Linked DNA regions of Danio rerio: region 2 is linked to region 1. A link is a contact called in public HiCAR-type data. All regions are on one chromosome and are shown on one strand. The core of a region is the stretch at or near the end of the contact, and the rest is flanking DNA. Distances in the headings are between cores, read along the strand shown. Region 1 holds the start of si:dkey-220k22.1. Region 2 holds the start of si:dkey-220k22.3.

Region 1 (2,700 bases), core at 91-2,590:
AGGTAACTGATACTACACTAGATCTAACCTTAAAGAAAATTAATCATTCTTATTTGCCAAGCCGCCTTGGCATCACGTAACTCGAGATAAACGAGTAAGGGGTTTAAGATTTATGATTGTTTTCCTCTTTTGGCAGCCAGATGGTAATTAATCACATTAAAGCAATTAAGAAGGTTGTCTCTGCGCAAATGGCCTGATCTCAAATGTCCTTTAGATTCACAGCAGATTCACATTCAACGAGGTTTGTGAGAAGGATTAGATAATAAAATGGCTGAATTACCAGCACTATCACAAGACCTACAAAGAGAAGTGAGACAAAGGAGTGTCTCAGAACAAAGACAGTTCTAGTTTGTTTTAAAACTGATTTTCTGGAGGAAGTGCACTATTATGTATATGTTTTCACTCCACTGCACCCTGTGACCTATGAAGACGCAGAAACAGCGTGAAAGTCTGCATGTTGTTATGAAGGTAAAATGATGAATAAAGTGCATGAGAAATGCTTGTGCAGGTGCAAACCTCTTACAACCCCAGAAAATTTGTTTTGCAGAGGCTGGGAAAGAAATTCAAGGACACACACACTAAACAGCCTCCTTTTAGGCTGTCCAATTGGAATGAACAATTTGGAAAACATGCATTTTAACTTGCAGGCTCATCCCCACCTCATAACATTGAAGAGAATGTGAAATGAGCATACCTTTCTCAGTGGTCACAACAGGAGGATTTGAGGTGCTTTTCACTGTCCGTGTACTGTTTGAAGTATCCAGTGCAGGTGGTGTTGTGTTTTTTGTGTCATTTATTGGTGAGGAAGAAGTGGGCTTTGCTGTAGTGTTGAGTGTTGTGGATAATGTGGAGTTTTCTTTGACTTTACTGCCTTCGGAGGTCGGGTTCATTGTTTTGGTCATTAGCTCAGCCGTGGTTATGGGGGTGGTGGTGGTTGTGGTGGTGGTGGTCAGCCAGTCAGACTGTACTTGGTTAGTGTTTCTAGTAGTCCTGAAGTCCCTGTTCGAAATGGTCATTGCAGGGGTAAAAGGTGAAAACCTGGAGTCCCTGTCGTCCTCCTGTAAGTGGTTTGGGATGGTGGTCGCCTCCAGCGTCTCATCCAGCACGGCACGCGGGAGTCTCCTCTCATCGCTCGCGGACAAACCAGCTGTGTATCCAAACAACAGTAACTCCCAAACTGAGAACAGTAACATAGTGTAACGCATACACGTCATCTTGCTCTTTAACTCCCCATGTGAAGCGTTTCAGTTGTATCCTTTAGTACTAGACAGATGTTTTTCCCACTACCGAATGCGTGTTTGAAGCCAATTGTTTCCACTTGTCCACTCGCGCGGTGAACTGCACGGCTTCACTCCAACGGGACTGACAGCTGTAAACCCCGCCTACTACAGTCACGCCCCCGTCCAATCAGAGCCCGGGCTTCATGAAGAGTGACATCAAACTGAACCAATCATACACGCCAGAGGAGGAGTCTCACAACTGACAACTCAATGAGCAAGTGACAAAAGAAAGAAGAAAAGCGCTAAAACAGCATTAAATGGGTCTGCGCGATACTACAGAGATAAGGGAGGCCAGCACCGAGGATGAACAATCTCAAAGAAAGCTGCCGGAAACTGGAGCAAATAAATGTATGTAATGTAGCTCTAACAAGTCTATCGTATTGTTGAATGTAAAGTATACGGTTTCATACAATTTAGCCATGGCACACAGAAAATCAAATGCACAATTAACCCCTAATAAATTAAAATAGAAAATACTAGTAAAATACTATTTTACCATTTAATTGACCCACCAACATTGCATGGATTGCATTTCTTAACTCCTTATGTCGCTAGTTAAAACATTTAATGCATCTTCTTTCAACACATGCCATAATTTCTAAAATATCAACCTGTACCAAGTGGTTGATATGTCAGTTTATGGTAAAAGTACCGGACTTATGAAAAATCTGAAAATAAGAACATTTATTTAAAAATATATTCAGAATAAAACATTTTTGAACACTAAATCACCTTTATTTTTATGAAGTATGCAATAAAATATTTCAGATTTTCATTAAACATGCTATCTTGTTTTTTTTACCTTAATAAAACCAAAATAAACAAGATTACCCCAGTTGCGTAAAGCGCATTGAGTGTCTAAAGCGCTATATTAATGTAAGGAATTATTATTATTATTATTATTATTAAAATCATGTGTAGTAGTGCCACAGGATTATGTTTGCTTTATTTTAGTTTTTGTAAAACAACAATGCGTGAAAACCATTATTTAAAAAGTCATTCTTTAAATTACTTTAACAGTCATTATTTAGAGCAGTCAAAACATGGTCAATCATTTGGTAGAGCAGGCAGTTAAAGAAATAAGATGCAGGTTTTATTCTACGTGTATGAAATCACAGATTTCTTTAGCTGAGGTAATCACCACAGTATGAAGAAATACTTTGGCAATGGTAAAGTATTGTTAATGGCTTACTTTAATGAATGGGCTAATTTAACAGTGAAGCACCTCTGGGCCAAGAGTGGCAACTGGCCTGAAGTGCAGGATAAAAACACGTGGTGTTTGGAGTAATAGCGAGCTCTAGCGGTGACGAACCATAAAGAGCAGGTTTATTGCTGTGCTGATCTCAAAGAAAAAATATTTTTACAAAGCATTTAGAAATATTTTAAAATAATAAAGCAAGATGACCCAGTTCTTTAAATG
Region 2 (2,790 bases), core at 97-2,596, 130 kb before region 1:
TACAGGAACGTGCCCTAAAGCACCCACAAAATGCATTTACACAAACACACACAGACTCCCGCAAACACTTGCGCACCACAGGAAAAACGAGAGCACAGCTGGCTGATTTACAGACAACAGGTTTGGTCAAAACTCTACGGTCGATAGGATAATGGTGAACTACAGCAAATGGAGATTCAAACAAGTAAGTGCTTTCAGAACTGTTCTGTCGTATCTGTTTTTTATTTTAAAGTTAGCGCGGCGCATTCGGAAGCCAGTTTTGGGTTACACTTTTCACTGATTTGTGAAACAACTCTCAAACAAAATAATAAATGATTTCTCAGATTTAATCTAAACAAATAGTTCAAGATCTTCGTGCGAGATTACTGATGTCAAATAATAACCTGTGGGAGTTTGTCGGTTTACTAATTAATATCATGTGTCCGCTAAAACACTAGTCGCATTCGCCTGAGAAGGATACAAAACTTGTAGGATATCTGTATTACAGATGTAAATATTACAAATGACTACAAAACCTTTAAGTCTTATTGATGAACTTGAACATTTTGTAATTTCGTAAAAAATACACAATTTCATTAGTAGCTACCTTGTGGAAATAAAATAAATACAATTCAAGAACAAGGATACATTACACTAATATAAGTAGACTAAATATGAGTTAATAAGGAGTTAATAATAATATAAACTTACCATTTATGGCGCATATCTTGCAACCAGGCACCTGTTAAAATCACGGTAAGAAATGTCATGTATATTTTAACAGTAGAATGAACAGAAACAGAGAAACTATGTGAACATGCTTAGCATGATTGTTTCCATTCGTCATTTTAGACAAACGCGCCCTCTGCAACTCAATCCATGAATTAACTAAGTTAGCTACCATCCGCATTAAATGCTGGACAAACAACTTTAGCTGGAAAACTATAAGCAAGTTTATCAGCACATGAAACAGATGAGATGACACGTTTTTCCCCTTTTTCATTAAAAAAACAGACCGCAAACTTACTTGAATGGTAAACTATCAAACGTTATTCATACTCAGTCATTCTTTAAACTCTCCCACTGAACCACGAACACAAGATAATTCTATGCTCCAAAATAGCTGTAGAAACTTAAGTGTAATAGATCCCATTATATTTACCTTCGGTAAGAAGATGTAGGTCAAACACGATGCGATTAAAACAAGGAGCAGAGCTATCGATGTGCAGAGAATGTGCGCTCTTGCTGCGCGCGTTGTATCCATGCCTGCTACTCCAGATGCTCAAATAGCTCCAGTCTTACACTAAAAAAGCCTCTTGTACCGGATGAAGTTGACGAGTGTAATGAGACACGACTCTCCCACGCATTGAACGGTGAGCTATTAACTCCACATCACCTGTGGGTGACACGAGGGTGGAGGATGTGTTCATGGTGACGGCAAACATTTTACACGAACAAATTTAATGTAGTTTCGTTGACTGAGACATTGAGACGATGCTATGAAAGTAAATTGACATGTTGAAACTTTCACTCATGTTAGTTCGGAAATTAAACAACCATTAAGAGACACAAGAACTGTTCTGGTATGTCTTAAAGGCAAAGTTCAACCTGAAAAATTGAATCCATTATTTATTCCAAACCTCTAAAGAACTCTAAAGGAGATTCACTCTAATCGAGATGTCAAGGCTGAGTAATCACCATTAACGTAGTTTACTCATGAAACATAGTATTGTGTGAGACCCAAAGTCATTGGTATCTTCTCACAATCATCTAGCAATTTCAATCTATCAATGTCTAGTTTGTGAATGAATATTTAGTTTCATTCAAATCTTTTAGTGATTTTCTCTCATTTAGTTTTATAGGTGGAAAGAGAACTGAGAGAAGTTACTTAAAGAAATAGTAATAGTGCAAGAAACTGAATATTATTTAAATCATTGACTGGAAAACCTAACACATGTCCACTTTTTAGTTGACAGCATACAACAATTTAGATTTTAAGTGATTTAAAAAAATGCTTTTTTTGAACAGTCCACAATTAAGACCACAGTTCAAATAAATACTGAGAGTACCATTTTGATGTAACTCTAAATCATTTGTATGTATTTTGCATAATATTAATATAGGAGATGTTTGAGTGCCTTATGTTTACGTGTTTTTTACATTATTATTATCATTATTGTGCTATTACTATTAATTCAGAGCCTTTGAATTAAACATTACCAACTAGTTCACAAGTGAATTGAAGCTTTATTTTTACAACATCAGCTCTTTTTACAGCATCAGCTCTTATGTCATTATGCAACAGGATGTTCATGGTTAATTTTTTTTAAATCTCAGAGTTTCTAAATCTGCTGAAGTTATGAAGTTGTTTTTTTGAATATTTTTAATTAAAATGGGATGTGAGCATTAGTGCGCAAAACCTTTTTATGTAATGTGCTTTTTATTTAAACCGAAAGCTTTAAAACACACTGTAAAATATTCTTGGTTCCACACAATTGATTTGTGTTGAGACAACATGGAAAAAAAGTTAACTTGTTAGTTTTTTACAAATTGAAGTGAATTCAACATAAAACAATTAAGTTGTCCCACCCAAAAATTAAGAATTTTGTTGTTTCAGTTCATTTTAAATCACTATTAATAAACAGCAAAATATTTTTGAGTGCACTATACAGTCCTAAAATTAGACTTATAGATGTCTTATGGTGCATTCAAGTCATGCTGGAAGGATCGTTGTAGGTCTATGAGTTGAAAGCACTTGAACTTCACCGCAAATCCAGAATTGTGAGTGCGAAACTTTGGATTTCCTTTAAG

The links. HiCAR-type assays count read pairs that join an accessible place to other places.
Region 2: a contact with region 1 is called in a HiCAR-type map of caudal fin, with 4 times the contacts expected there. The contact joins the promoter of si:dkey-220k22.3 here to the promoter of si:dkey-220k22.1 in region 1. A contact is called at or near these places in 1 of 18 Hi-C or Micro-C datasets (caudal fin) and 1 of 4 datasets of contacts at active chromatin or transcription factors (caudal fin).

Annotation. Positions count from the first base shown.
Region 1 is chr5:32,095,757-32,098,456 of GRCz12tu, reverse strand. si:dkey-220k22.1 reads right to left here and starts at 1,340. Exons shown (of 6, transcript XR_012406912.1): 1 at 695-1,340.
Region 2 is chr5:32,220,853-32,223,642 of GRCz12tu, reverse strand. It overlaps si:dkey-220k22.3, which reads right to left and starts at 1,346. Exons shown (of 4, transcript NM_001326603.1): 1 at 1,142-1,346; 2 at 691-721. The coding sequence starts at 1,243.